Linked DNA regions of Mus musculus: region 2 is linked to region 1. Evidence: chromatin contacts called from public HiChIP or PLAC-seq data. All regions are on one chromosome and are shown on one strand. The core of a region is the stretch at or near the end of the contact, and the rest is flanking DNA. Distances in the headings are between cores, read along the strand shown. Region 1 overlaps Fyn (Fyn proto-oncogene). Region 2 overlaps Rpf2 (ribosome production factor 2 homolog).

Region 1 (7,699 bases), core at 1,406-3,905:
TTTTAAAATTGTCTTTGGCTGGGCTCTGTTGATGCTCAGTCAGGGAAGAAAACGTACTGATTTTGGGCTGGGAAGACCTTCCCCAGGTCAACATTAGGTAGACACCCTGGCCTCCTGTTAAGCCAGAGTCCTCCCTCCTTCAGGTTCCCTACAGAAAAAACTTCTGAGCAGGGGTACCAAGGACCAGTGACATCTGGTGGGGCTTTAGAAAGTCACAGAATAAAAGAATAAAATGGGAACTCATCCAAGTGGGTGTGGCTATGAGATAAATAACAGTAGAAAACACACACATACACACACACACACCCAAAGTGCTAATATAAGTTTTAAAAAATTATATTAAAAAATTATGTGTAGGCATGTGTGCCTCTCTATGCAGTAATGTGCAGAGGAGTGGAGGTGCCCTTGGATACCAGAGACCTCTATCCTGCTGGAGCTACAGATGGTTATGAGCTTATTGATGTGGGTGCTGGCAGCACACTCTTAACTCCTGAGCTATCTCTCTAATTTTGAGGGATTATAAAACCTATTTCTTGGTTAGGGGTGTTAGAGCACACATTTAGTCCAAGCACTTGGAAATAGAGCCAGGTGAATCTCAATGAGTTCAAAGCCAGCCTGGTCTACAAAGTGGGATCCAGGACAGTCAGGGCTACATAGTGAGACAACAAACAAACAAAGAAACTCCTAGCATCTTTCCTTTTTAACCTTATTAAACTAACAGATCAACCATGAGAGTGATACTGTAGTTCTCTTACCCAGAAAACTGTTTAATTATAATCACATTGTGTCCATATTCTTATTTGAAATATTTATACACATCAAAGAATTTACATAGACAAAACTCCCCCAAGGAGAGCCATGTCCTTTGTCAAGTGAACATCTCTCTTAGCTACCATTCGTGCATGTGTGCATGTGTGCCTCTGCCTTGTACATCTCATGACGTAGATGCTTTGTGGCCGCGTGCCTGCCTAGTGCACACAAGGCCAGGAGCCCATCCCCACCCCCAAGGAGAAAACCAAGTTAACATTTTAAGTCAGCACTGTTCCCATTTCTAGCCCCACAGAAATATATGTAGTTGTAAGTCTAGCATCTAAATGCATATTGGAAGTTATACTGACCACCATGTGTTTAAGAAAAAGGCTTTACCTTCATTTTAATAGTGAGTGTTTACTGCTCTGAAATTCCACTAGATGGAGACATTTCATCATTGAAAAACATAAAGATCACCCACTGGCTCTTCACAGCAACCAACCTTCACTGCTCCCAGCCTGGGAACCGCTCCAGACAGTGAAGAAGAATGAAGAGCTGGCAGCCCAGGCTTGTCTCCTAACGCATGCTAACCTTCATCAAGTTACTTCTAGTTAAATCAAAGTGAAAAAGAGCGAGCACCAATTTCAGGTGATGTCAGGATGTTGGGGGATCTTGCTGCAATCGGGGACAAGCCCAGTCTTACTCAGGTGACTGAGTAATCATGAATTGACTCACTAATGAGGCAATTTCCAATTTAAGTTAGTATCAGCTGTCTTGTTTTGGTGTAGCCATCTAAATAAGTTTACACACATTAGAATGTAACAGTTGTTCAGAAGAAAGATAGCACCACTCTGGACTTAACGTTTCTGGGCCATTTTTCCCCCTCACAAGAGTGACACACAAATGACAAACAGTCACACATTATAAGGCAAATGTCACATCTTGTGGCATTTTTCTCACACTCTATTCTCACTGGTCCTAGACTCAAAATATCTACTACAAGCTGTTAGGTAAATAAACAAGCAAAAACTATTTAATTCACTGGCAGCACCCATTCACCTCCACAGTCCTGCACACAGTGTTGGTTTGGAGCGGGATCTCTAACAGGACCCTTACACTTATATTTTTGGTTGTGAGCCTAGCCTTTAACGGTTGAGCCGTCTCTCCAGCCCAGGACCCTTATTCTTGACTTGAGCTACTGTAGTTAATCAGCATTTGAAAATCTGTGCCTGTGTGTGTGTGTGTGTGTGTGTGTGTGTGTGTGTGTGTGTGTGTGTGTGTGTGTGTGTGTGTGATGCATGCTGTTCAGGTATTCTTGCCAGTGTGTTTGCATGTCTACAGAGGCCAGAGGACTACATGGGCATCTTTCTCAGTTATTCTCTTCTTTGTTTTTGAGAAAGGGACTCTCACTCTCACTGAACCTGCAGCTAGCTCATTTAGCGAGACTGGGTGAGCAGTGACTCCTCCTGTCTGTCTGCTTTCCCAGGAATGGGTTACAAGTAGTGCTGCCTGCCACACTCAGCTTTCTGCGGACTAGACAAGGTTCCTAGGACTGACTGCTGGGGTCTGGACTAGATTCCCAGGCCTGAGCTGCTGGGAACTGTAGTAGGTTCCCTGGCCTGAGCTGCTGAGCTGTCTCTCCAGCCTATAAAGCTGCAGTTCTTTAAACTGTTCTTACAGTTCAGCTTTTTAATTCACTCGTACCTGGTAAGATACTGTCTTATTGTCTGACCCAAACCCGTGATTTAATCCGACACTGGTTGAGAATGGCTTCTAAGTTTTTGTAACAGACTCTGTTCTTCCATCCCGTCTTTAATCCTCAAGTCCCTCACAGGGCTGCGGCTTCAGGTGCTGGAAGTCCAGATACTTTGGAGATCAGATGGAGGCAGGAAGTGGCTTTGCCAAGAGCAGCCAGCCTTGAGCTGTCTGGCCAGCCAGGGATACTGGATTCTTCCTGCATTCCACAGCTGTACTTCTTACTCAAAGATAAGACTCTTGAAACTACTTTTATCACATGTCTGGGTAATACAAACTTTTTTTTTCCCCAGCTGGGTGGTGGTGGCACATGCCTTTAATCTCAAGCACTGGGGAGGCAGAGACAGGAGGACCTCTGGGTTGGACACAAGCCTTGTCTACAGAGTGAGTTCCAGGTCAGCCAAGACTACACAGAGAAACCCTGTTTTGAACACCAAACCAAACCACCAAACTTATTAAAAAAAAAAAAAAAATCAAACCAATTTTTTTTTTTCCTGATTATGACAGAAACTAGCTTTCAGTAGGTCCTGGGTCAGGCCATGATTGCACCTATGTAAAACACCCACTGCATTTTAAGGACATGCTGTTTCAAGGTGGGTAAATCACCAGTTACAAAGTGTGAGAACGGGGGTGGGGAGAGAAGGTGAACTTACAGTGCTGTGAACGCAAGCCTTTTACTACTGAGAACTCCCAACGGGTCAGCGAGGACCCCTCCAACCCTGTGTGCACTGGGAGGAGCCTTCTGAGCACGTCCTGATGGGAGGGGTAGTCAGAAGGAACACATGGGGGGGCAGCTGCCCCGGGGAGGACAGAGCCCCATTCCTCTCCTGTCAGGGCTGGTGGTGGTGGAGGGAGGGAGGGAGGCCTTCACACCATCTGCTCTGTCTTTTGCTCTGTATTCCCTTCCCTGTTATTACCCTTGACTCCAGGATATCGTTTTGCTGTACAAACCTTACTTTTCTTTTCCATAACCGTGAAAAGGGGCACTTAAATACCATGTAGGACAAAGAATTTTATCCTTAAAGGAAAAGTCCCTTAGCAATGTTCTCTTCTAGGAGAACAGGGTCAGAGGACCAGAGAACTCTGCAACCGTTAAAAGCTATGCAGTCAAATAAAATGCACAGTGAGATAGGCTGCATCCCCTAAACATTCCTCTAAAATCCGCTTTATTGACTGTGTAGACTCCTCCATGTTGACTGTGTAGACTCCTCCATAACAAAGGACAATGACAGGGACTTGACTTTGCCAGTGACTAACTGGGCCATGGCTGCAACCTCAAAACAGGCCTATGTCGGGAGTGTGCACAGGTGCCCAGAATTGTATGTGCCTTTTTCTACCCCTCTACTTCTTACTTCCTAGGGCCTACAGAGTTTCAAACTTCTAGTGACCTTGTCAGTTAAAGGACATTGTACCCACTGGGGAGCTTTACACAAAACCCAGTCAATAGACTCTGACAAGCAGCGCTCATCTGAGACTCAAACTAACAATAAGCAATCATAAACGGGAAGAGATCAAAGGCAAACGCCCCTCTCTCCAACGCTGCAGCCACCTCCCTCCATTCCCACCGTCACTTAAGACACTCCAGCTGCCTTTGATGGCAGCATCTGGGCTTTTCCCAGGTCACACCTGACACCACACTCTGAATTCTCAGCCCCACATCTCACCCTGGGCTTTGCCACCTGCCAGGACGGTGCACTGGGCAGCTCCCTAACCCGTGCTCTCAGATGTCACGGCACATACTTCAGACAGCTGTTGTGAAGGATCAGCGACAGCAATGACATGGTCAGTGCATACGGCACTTTCAATAAATGGCAGCCATTTACTATTTTAAAAACCCCTGTGCCTGCAGGAGCTCTCTGGGGGTGGAGGGGGAGGTAATTCTGGCTGCACGGACATGCTTAGTATGTGAGAATACAGTAAATTCTGTCCTTGAAATTTGTGGTAAAATACATGTAACATCAATGTATCACTTTTTGTATTTTTAAATGTGAGGTTACGAAACAGTAAGTCAGCATATACACTGCTGCCCAACCAGCACCAGGCGTGGTTATACACACCTTTGCCATGCATTTCAATAAATTAAAACACCAAAACACAGCCACCTCTCTTCTGGTGTTGACAACTGCTCCTAATTTTAAGCCTCCTGCTTTATGCAGACAGTGCCTGCTGGCATTTAGAAGAGTTACTAGTGTGTCTGGAGGCATGGGGTCTTGCTGTTGAAAATGTTCTCCGTGCAGTGCTGAGAGCCAGGGGCACCCTGGAGAAGGGCAGGCCTCCCATGGAGACACTCTTGAGGTTACAGGGGGTTCTCCATTGCCACACCCTCCTCTTTCCAGTATGTGTTACCTCTTACCTCAACCCCTAGGTTCCTCTTTTTTTTTGGGGGGGGGGCAGAAGGGCCAAGCTTCAAGCCATTCAACTGCCTTGAAATTCAGCCAGAGAAATCGCAATCAGACTTCTTAGCAAGAGCAGCGCCCACCCCACCTCACCCCAGGTGCCTCGTCCCAGGTGGCAGTCTTTGCCCATGAGTGGGGAGCACTCATCAACACACTTGAGGTGCTGAGGCACGACAGTACCATCTCCTTGGGAGTGGATTTTCCTTCCGTTCTCTCATCTATGCATGCTGAGGGAGGTGATGCTCTGGCACTGACAGAAAGCAGAGGCACAACTGCTTTTCCTCCACAGGTGCTAACTGTGGGGCTTGAAAAGGGTGTTAACCTTTACCCTAAGTTTGCCTGCTCCCTGGTGACAGTTGTTCCTGGTGGTCACATTCTCAAGTCGGTGAAAGGCCTCTGCTTTCTTCTTAAGAGCACAGACACTCCCATATTTTCCCTCAGGAAACCACCTCAACAGGCTTCACAGTTGTGAAGATGGGGGGATCTGGTTGCTGGCCTGAAGGGCGAGGCCTCTGACAATGCCCACACCTGAATAATGGAGAGCAGCTCAGAGCAGAGAGCACGTGGCTGGCACCCAAGCCGTGCGCCAGTCATCTGAGAATGCGGCTTTTCCCGGGGATGGGCACGGCTGCTTTATGTTCTTTACTGAGATGCAAACGCACGGACCCTGGGGTTAGAGAGATGCTAGAGAGATGCTCAGTGGTTAAGAGTGCTCGCTCACAAGTCTGCATCCCAGCAGCGTGTCTCTCACAAGCCTGTAACTGCAGTGCTGGCCGAGGGGGGTGTGGGGCGGGGGAGGGGGGGAGGCCACTGCTAAGCTTGCTGGCTGCCAGCCGAGCTGAAACCTAGGTGCTCCAGGATCAAGGAGAGACGCTGCCTCAAAGTGACGGAGGTGGACACCCGATTGCTTCCTCTGACCTTGCAACACACACACACACACACACAGAAGCTTGCTCTCTCGCGTGCACACTTAAGAAGTAGGCTCTAAAAGGACTCTGGTGCCCTCTTTAGCACTTAGTACCATGTAGTATTGCACTTTGTCCTCAGTTCGCTCAGGCTCGAATGCCATGAGCTAGTGAGTGCAGAAGGCATTCTTTCCTTACTTTCAGATAGCACATGCATTTGCTGTGAGAACCTTTCCCCCAAACCAAAGAGCATGTGTGCTCCACCCCAAACTTACGAGCTGTTCAATATTTGAAATTTTTCTCCTTTGTGAAAACTCAGGTCATCTTCCGTCCGTGCTTCATAGTCATAAAGCGCCACAAACAGTGTCACTCCTGCCAAAAAAAAGAGCGGAGACTATTACACAGGGAATTGATACTAAGAAATCACATTTTTGTTAAAGTCTCATCCTTAAAAATCTACACTTAGCATTAATAAACATATTGAGGCATTGTAATTAATATGGTCATAGTCACATGGCTGGCTTTATAATGTGGTCTGTATAGAGGAGGCTTTATGACAAAACCCTAGAGCTGACGGACGTTGACTCTGGATGAGCACTGAGTAAGAGACAAGGCTCTGACTGACATCAATCTGTGGCAAGTACTGGCCTACTTTATCCCCCACGTGTTTCCCTGAAGGTTGAGCTAAGGTCTGGGTAAATGGATCACTCTTCCATCCCTAGCACAAGGTAGCAGTGAATGGAAGAGACTTGTTCTGTGGCTCGGGGACATCGAGTCGTCTCTGCAATGCTCACCCCAGGTGGGAGATGCAGTGCCCTTGGCCCCCACCCGCAGCTGTGGTCATGGTTGTCAGTTCCGGGGTCTTGCTGTTGCTACTTCCTGCCCCCTTGGTTCTTCCTCTGCCTTGCATTTACTTCTCTCACTCTGGCTACTCCCTCATCCTCACGTCCATCTTAGGTTCTCTCACCTGCCGACTCCCATGGACTGTCCCACATCCCAGAAGTTCCAACAGCAAAAATCAGCCCAGCATTCCACTCAGTCTAGGGCTTGCCCCATGCAGTAGACAGAGCACAGTGACTCCTGCCTGGTTCTCATGCCCTTGTTCAGCACACTCTTCCTTAGGAACATAACAACTTGATTTACTTAACACAGTGTACAAAGGGGACAGATGTCCCCAGTGTGACACATGTTTCAGAAGAAGGTGACTTCTCTACTTCCACACTACCTTAAGGAGGGTGTCACGCCAGCATGATGACAGACTGGCTAACCCTGGCCAGGGACCTGATTCTGCCACTCATGCCTACAGCCTCTAACCGGGCTCTCCCTTCCAGATTCAGACCCACAGAACGCAGGTAATAGATATAGATCATAAATGTATGTGCTGTTTAAGCTGTTAATTTTGTGGTTGTTACACAGGATGTGATACCTAATGGGAGCTTTGAATTTCTCTGTAATTTGGCTTCTTGTTTTAATTTCGGCACATTTCCCAGTGTGATGGCTTATCACCACCTGGCTTCCCCTCTCCCAAGGCCACACTGCTGTGGGGATCATCCTTTCCAGGGAGGACCTGCCTTTCATCTGTCTCAGGTGCATGTCCTGACCGGGGAGCTGGGCTCCTTCAGTCTTCCTTTCTTAAGGTTTCTCTGAGATTAGGGGAGTCTGGCTTAGAACACACTGTGGGAGCCTCTACGGCCATGCCTACTCTGATTCCGTACTTCATTCACAGATGTCTCTTCTTTTATAAGAGCAGATCCAAGCCATCTTCACTCGTGGAAAACAGCCCTTCCTGCACTCTTTCTCCATCACTGGGGGGTTTTATGCCCTGGGGATGGAGGAGGAAGCAATGAAGACTGCTCACGACCTTAGGGGTCTGACAGCAAGGCATCCAGAAAG
Region 2 (7,699 bases), core at 2,641-5,140, 700 kb before region 1:
TATTACCTATTTTTATGAACAAATAACATACTACGAGTTTAAAACAAGGCTTTTTACCCAGTGTGACCTTCATGCCTGGGTGTGATAGCTCTCCCTAAGTTCTGCCTGTGTGTGAGAATGAGGGGACCAGGACACTGGTGGATTGGGTGGGGCTGGGCACAGTAGCTCTGGTGATGAGAGGAGAGAGCTGGAGTCGGAATATGAACACATGAGGGGAGCGTTAACAGATTCATGGGAGGGGATTTTCCTGAGAGGGGACTTACTACTCTGGTAAGTGATGGGACTCGTTAGGAACTGGTAATTCTCTACTGGTCGTACACCACCTGAGTCCACTTAGCTAGGTGAGGGTGTGTGCAATGCAGGATCTAAGTAGGCAGTGAGTGTGGGGGCAATGAGCACACCTGGGAACAGCTGCAGAGAACTGGTTTGGGTTATCTGAGTGGGTGGGTGGGGTATTTATGTACTTGGGGAGGTGGCCAGGGTCTATGGGGAAATATTTGTGTGGCCACTTACCATTGGCCAAGCAAGGAGGAAACGTCTGTAGGTTGTTGCGGGGTGGGATGGGTGGAGCCTTATAAGGTCAGAGTGACACCTTTATGGTTCGAGGTTGGGAGCAGGAGGAGGTAGCCAACTCCTGCCATCCTTATGTTAAAGGTTTCCCCCGGGTTGAAGCTCCACCCTTCATAACCCTGGGCCACTACTGCTCTACAGTTGTAAGCATGCTGTATTTTTAGGAAGCTACTGCCTTGTGTAAGATGCCAGTCAATGGCCAGTTTGTCCTTGGGGTTATCATGGTACCACTGGGGGCCTTAGAGTACACCTGGCCTTCATGGTTGGCCTGGTCTTTATAGAGTGGAATTGAGGAAAGCCATACATTACTGAAGTAGGAAATGGCCCCGTGCATTGTTGAAAGTGGAGGGTAGGAAAAGGCAGGTGTACTTTCTAGTGTGTAACAGGTTTGTGTTAAGATCCAGAGTGTACCAGCTCTGACTTCTGTGGTAGTCCTTGTGTCACGTTAGCTATTGGGAAGAAGTGGGAGCTATATGTGTATTGCTTCAGGAAGAACCTCCTGGGAATGTGTGCTGTTTCCCAGGACGTCTACTAGAACTTGACCTTTGGTTTTAGTCTTACCGTTTTGCTAGAGCTCCTGCTAATTAGAAGGTTTACTTGAGTTGTATTGGTTGTACATCTCAAAAGACAAAAGTAAGACTCATGGTTTAAAATACAGGTCTTTGAAAGTGATAGTGTGGTCCTAGATGCAGTCCTGAACTATTAACTGAAGCTTTGTATGCTGTGCTAGGGCCTTACCACTGAGCTACATTCCCAGCCCACAAGAAAATTCTACACCCACCTCCCACCTCCCAAACCCAGACAGGGTTTTTCTGTGTGTCCCTGGCTGTCTGTCCTGGAACTCCCAATATAGTCCCAAGATGATTTCACAGAGATCCACCTACCTCTGCTGAGATTAAAGGTGTGTGCCACCACTACCTGTCTTACTCAGCTCACAAAAGAATTTAAAGGGTAGATTGAAGCAGAGTAGAGCTCAGAATTGGTGAGTTCTGGTGAAAGGCACATCAGGAACTAGGTAGCCTTTCAGAGCTCAAGTCTGCGTGGAGAGCCCAAGGTTTTGTAGACAGAAGAGTCTATTAATCCCTTAGAGACCAGCCCCATCTGTCTGAGGAAATAGAAGGCATGCTCGGCCCTCCTAGTATTATACATCTCTTTTCATGGAGCAGCAAACAGGCTCCTCAGGTTAGTCCTTAGCAAAGGAGGTGTCGTCCATCCCTGGCCCTGCGCCTTTAAAAGGATTTGCTCATTTTGAGATCCACTTGCCTCTGGCTCCAGTGCTGTGGTGTGTACCACCCCGCCTGGGCATTTTTTTTTTTTAAATTATGTATATGGCTGTTCACAGGAGTGCAAGGACCTGTGGAGGCCAAAAAATGTTAGATCTCTTAGAGTTGTAGGTGTTTGAGAGCTGCTGGAAAGGGGTACCAGTGCTGAACTTGGGTCCTCTGGAAGAGCAGTTTGCTCTAACCACTGAACAGCCTCTCTGGCCCAAGAAACTCATCAGTCGAGTAAGTTGATTCTGTTGTGAAGCCCAAAACTGAGCACCCTAAAAGAAAAACAAAAAAGCAACTGGGTGTGGGAGCTGATAGCTGTAAACCAAGCATGGGAGAAGAAAGGGCTAATCGGTACAAGTTTAAGGCCAGCCTGGTCTACACAGCAAATTCCAGTCAGCTGGAGTTACAGAACAAGACCCTGTCTTCAAAACCCAAACAAAAAAGTGTGTGTGTGTGTGTGTGTGTGTGTGTGTGTGTGTGTATACATGTGCACACGTGACACGAAGGTGCTTATTTTCAGTTCTGGGTCAAGCAGTCCCTTACTTAAGCTTATGTTTGTGGTTGCTCAGCTGCAGGGCAGAAATGCTGAAGGCTGTGTTGCCCTCTGTGAACTTTCTCTTGCTAACCAGAGTCAGAGCCAAGATGAGGCTGACTGTGCTTGACCTCGGGAGTCCCTTTGCTTGTCAGATACTGAAGGTGACCATAGAAACACGCTCCTGTGTAAATGGGCAATCAAAATAGCCTTTGAAGATTTGTGCAGTAATTCCCTATCTGGTTCCATGGCCCTAATACATACAGCCTTTCAGTCTCTGAGAGCAAAGCTAAAGTTTAAAAAACCACAAACCCAAGTAAAGAGCACAAATCCATAGGCAACGCCACTCGATGACGTGGTGTTGAGACCACAGCTTTACAGCCGTTTTCTCGAAGGCTTATGCTTCTCAGTATACTTGGGAACTGAGGTATGAGGAATGTCACGAGTTCAAGGCCTGCCTGAGCTACAGAAGTGAGACCTTGTCTCCAAAACAAATGAGGGGGCTTGGCAGAAAGCTTAGTCTGACAAGTATGTAGCATCTAGGGACTTGAATTAGTTTCCATTACCCATATGAAAAGCTGGTCATGTTGCTGCTTGTCTGTAATCCTAGGGAGGAGGCAGAGGCAGAAGCAGAAGCAGAGGCAAGCAGCTCCAGGAGCTTGCTGCCTAGCCAGCCTAGCCTACACACTGAGCCCCAGACCCCAGTGGGAGATTCCATCTCAAAAGCTGAGGTGGGAGCCAGGTGTGACGGCATATGACTCTAATCCCAGAAGTTGGGAAGCATGGGCAGTTTGATTTCTTGAGTTTGGGGCCATCCATGTCTGTATGGTAAGTTTCAGGACAGTCAGAGGATGACATAGACCCAGACTCAGAAAAAGCAAAAATTAAGGTGGAGCACTCCTGAGGGACAATACCTGGTTGACCTCTTGACTACACGTACACACATACACACACAAATGAACACACACCCTAAACCCAGCAGCAACAACAGAACCCCCCAATGGACACTAAGCAAGGCTTGCTTTGATGGTAGATCATCCAATAATAGGACACACAACAGCAGTCCCATAGGATGATATTATCTAGCCTTCAATTCAGGCTTCTATGTATGTGTGCTATGATATTTGCAAAAAAAATTACCTAAGAGCATGCTTCAGAACATGTCCCATTATTAAACAGCAGAGGACTATAGGAGTAATATGACAGATTGGTTATTTTGTTTAATCCCAGCACTCAGGCAGGCAGCCATGTCACTTTGTTCTTCCTTGGCCCTAGTGCATGCCTGTATGTGTCTGTAGTTGTCTGATCAAAATACAAAACTGTCAAGTTGTATGACTGCAAGGCCTATTAACTCAAGCATGTCTTTACTGGTTTCTTTTTGTGTAAAATGTAGAATTAGAATTCCGAGGAAGTGGGACTTAGCTGACAGATTCTTTGTCAAGAGAGATGTATGTCACAGCCAGAACTAAATAACACTGCAGGGGTTCCTCAGGCGGTGGCCCAGTCACCTCAGGGGTGGTGTGGGGTGAGGTGGGGTGAGGTGGGGTGGGGGAAGGGATGGTCTAACCTGTTCCTTCAGCGTTCCACTCCCCTCCCCCAACCCCCAGGTCCTCAATTTCTACAAAAAGACAACCAAGCACAAGATTTCTTTGGGGATAAAAATATTCTAAAAATTACTGTTGAGAGCTGCACAGCTGTGATTGTTACAGAAACCACTTAGGTGTGGACTTTAAAAAGGGCTGAGCCATGCAGAGAGACAGATAGACAGACAGAGACAGAGTTATATCTCTACAGCCAAGAGCTAATTTATGGACAGCTGCTGTTGCTGCTGTGGTGAATATGGGCCACCTGGCGTAACCATCTGCTGCCTTCCTGGGCAGAAAGTGTTTCTTTGGTGTTTTTGCCTGCAGTGGGGAAGCAACAGACACTCTAAGGAGGCCTCTGGTTAAGTTACTGCTGTATTTCCTGATACGTTGTCATTGGGACTCTCTTTCCTAAGTTTACAGGAACCTCGTTTTGTTTTGTTTTGTTTTGTTTTTTGTTTTTTGAGACAGGGTTTCTCTGTGTAGCCCTGGCTGTCCTGGAACTCACTCTGTAGACCAGGCTGGCCTTAAACTCAGAAATCTGCCCGCCTCTGCCTCCCAAGTGCTGGGATTAAAGGCGTGCGCCACCGCTGCCTGCCCAGCTTACAGGAACCTCTTTAGGATATTGGCAGGGACACTCTTTGGTTTCAGTACAAGGGTTAATCACAATATTTTTGTAAAATACTATTTGAGTTTTTAAAAAGTGTTTAATGTTTAAAATGTCTTTATCAGTCTATAACTTTCATAGCACACAATTCATCCACTAAAAGTGTATAGTTTGGTAGCATGTACTATATTTGCAGAATTGCAGAATTTTTGCCATAATTGGTTTTTAAAAATGTATTTACTTCTCTTCCTCATCTTCCTCTTCTTCCCCTTCCTCCTCCTCTTCTTTTAATTGAGCGATGCATGGTGGTGTACTCCTTTTTTTCCCTTTCTTTCTTTCTTTCTTTCTTTCTTTCTTTCTTTCTTTCTTTTTCTTTTTTTTTTTTTAATGTTTTTGGAGACAGGGTTTCTCCAAGTAGCCCTGGCTGTCCTGGAACTCACTTTGTAGACCAGGCTAGCCTCAAACTCAGAAATCTGCCTGCCTCTGCTGGGATTAAAGGTGTGTGCCACCACTGCCCGGCATGGTGTACTCCTTTAATCCTGGCACTCAGAAGGCAGAGGCAGGTGGATCTCTATGAGTTAGAGACCAGCCTGGTCTACAGAGCTAAAGTTACACAATAAAACACTGTCTCAAAAAAAAAAAAAAAAAACCAACAATAATAACAAAATTAGTTTATTCTATGTGTATGGGCAGTTTGACTGAATGTATGTCTGTGCACCACATTTGTGCAGTTGATTTGGAGGACAGAGGAGGCATTGGATCTCCTCAGACTGGAGTTACAGATGGCTGAGTACCATGTAGGTGCTGAAAACCAAACCTTGGGCCCTCTAGAAGATCAGTAAGTGCTCATCTGCTGATCCTCCAATCCAACCTCTATGATCAATTTTATAGCATTGTTATAACCTTTTCATTATCCCTTCCTTTGCTATCATTTGAAATCTGGAACATCTCCCAAAGGCTTACGTGTTTGGGGATGTGGTCCCATCCCATGGAAAGTGGTGGATGGAGCTCATAGGAAGTGAAAGGTGATAGGTGAGCCTGTGAGGGGTGAGAGGTGAAAGGTGAACCTGTGAGGGGTGAGAGGTGAAAGGTGAACCTGTGAGGGGTGAGAGGTGATGCCACAGACCGAGCTCAGTCAGCCCACCTCAATCCGTGGGAATCAGGGGTTCTGGCAGGTGGACATGGAATTGGCGAACATTGACAGACAGACACAGACACATGAGAGAATGTGATGAATCTGAATGTAATGTCACAAGGCGAACACCAGTCTTATATAATACAGAAAACAAAGGGGTAGGATGTCACAACAGGCAAAGTACACTGAAGTATCTGACAGAAAACAGAGGAATGACTTCAAAGAACTGACAGGAACCAGGTAATGTTTACAGTAAAGATAAAACAGCCCTGCCTAGAGTCAGCTCATGACAGGTAAGGATTTCACACCCTAGTCACAATTTGTGCTATTCCTTTGAGCCTTGTGAAAGCTAGCACTAGGGGGTTCTGCTCTAGTCGACCTTCTCATGAATAATGCAATACCACAACCCCCTATTTCCTAGGCCTTGGTAAATTCTTGCATGAGTGTAAGTTGGCTGTTCTTTTAAGTATCTGTAGGGAATTTCCATTTGTCAGAAGAATTCACCAACTTGCTTCTAATATGCAATGTATTCTGCTATACCTGGCTGTAATGAAGATTCTAAGTATACTTTGCTAAGCTTGCCCTGAGATTTCTAACTCTTATCCAGTAAAATACTGTAAGAAAGCATGCAAGACCCTCCACAATATTGCAGGGACAAATCTGGGACATTCTAGCTATGGGAATGCGAAGGTTCCAGGAGGCTGTTTCCTTGAAACTCTGCCTCAGGACTGCTTCCAGGTTTCTAAACCTGTAATGGGAGTCACTACTGGAGTGGATGTAGCAAGGTGAGCCTTTAAGAGCCCTAGCGGAGGGAAGTCAAGCCATTGAAGGGGATATTGAGACCCTGACTTTCCCTCTTTCTCTCTTTTGTTGCCTGGGTACCATAAAATGAATAGGTCTCCATCATATGTTCCCACCATGACACACTGGTCCACCCAGGCCCCTCAGGAGGGCAAATGACCTTGAACAGAAACCTCTGAATAAATTCCTTCTTTTTTTTTTTTTTTTTTTTTTAGATTTATTTATTTATTATATGTAAGTACACTGTAGCTGTCTTCAGACACCAGAAGAGGGAGTCAGATCTTGTTACGGATAGTTGTGAGCCACCATGTGGTTGCTGGGATTTGAACTCAGGACCTTCGGAAGAGCAGTTGGGTGCTCTTACCTGCTGAGCCATCTCACCAGCCCCATAAATTCCTTCTTGCAAGTTACTTTGGTGTTCTGTCACAACCGTAGACTTGAAGTGACATGTTCTCTTATCTAGCACCTCCTGATTTCTCTGTCCTAGCAATCTACTAACTGTGTCTCCGGATTTTCCTTAATCTGAGTGTTTGATATTCATAGAATATATGTTAAATAGCTAGCCATCTGTAACTAGCTTCTTTTAGTAGGTGTCCTGGTTAGTTTTTTGACAACCTAACACAAGAAAGAGTTACTTGGGAAGGGAATCTCAGCTGAGGCCTGGCTGTCTCTGCTAGTGGTGCTAGATTCCTGTTTGAATCTACAGTGGTGTCCCGGCTTTACAGAACTGGACTGCCGCTGCTGGCTCCTGTGAACAACTGCCGATTTCCTGACAACGCAGATAGAATTTGCTCCAAGAACCATTTCTAAGCAGGTCCACTTCCCCTGGATCCTTTCTTTCCCACCACTGGTGGGTTAAAAGGGAGGTTTAAAGCATTTAAGAACCATCATTAAAATTAGACTTTGAAAAACTTAAAAGTTACAATCCTGGGAGCCAGCCAGTGGGCACCATTCTTCCACAGTCTGTGTTCCTCCAGGTTCCTGCTTGAGTACCTGCCCCGGCCTTCCTCAGTGATGGATCATGAGCCCAAGAGTTGTAACATGAAATAAATTCTTTCCAACCCAAATTGCTTTTGGTCATGGTGCTTATCGCCACAATAGACACCACACAGAAATTGTGTTTTCAAGATGTGCCCATTTTGTACGATTGTGCTTGTTTTTAGGGCTATATAAGATGGCCTGGCTTTGTTGCTAGGTCTC

Evidence for each region. HiChIP or PLAC-seq counts read pairs in DNA pulled down with a chosen protein or histone mark.
Region 2: a contact with region 1 is called in an H3K27ac HiChIP or PLAC-seq map of T-cell acute lymphoblastic leukemia, with 6 times the contacts expected there. The contact joins two enhancer-like sites. A contact is called at or near these places in 1 of 15 datasets of contacts at CTCF or cohesin (embryonic stem cells), 1 of 484 Hi-C or Micro-C datasets (the N1E-115 cell line) and 1 of 115 datasets of contacts at active chromatin or transcription factors (T-cell acute lymphoblastic leukemia).

Annotation. Positions count from the first base shown.
Region 1 is chr10:39,514,052-39,521,750 of GRCm38.p6, reverse strand. Fyn (Fyn proto-oncogene) reads right to left here. Exons shown (of 14, transcript NM_001122893.1): 5 at 6,082-6,178. Among named protein-coding and RNA genes, the nearest start is that of Gm40627, 72 kb to the left of the region's middle. Within about 2 kb of position 2,655, at least 46 of the 459 cell types and tissues checked have an H3K27ac peak or open chromatin away from gene starts, as enhancers often do. A contact at or near this core is called in T-cell acute lymphoblastic leukemia, where this site is marked.
Region 2 is chr10:40,215,587-40,223,285 of GRCm38.p6, reverse strand. It overlaps Rpf2 (ribosome production factor 2 homolog), which reads left to right. Exons shown (of 10, transcript NM_023323.3): 10 at 1-40. Among named protein-coding and RNA genes, the nearest start is that of Rpf2, 28 kb to the left of the region's middle. Within about 2 kb of position 3,890, at least 16 of the 459 cell types and tissues checked have an H3K27ac peak or open chromatin away from gene starts, as enhancers often do. A contact at or near this core is called in T-cell acute lymphoblastic leukemia, where this site is marked.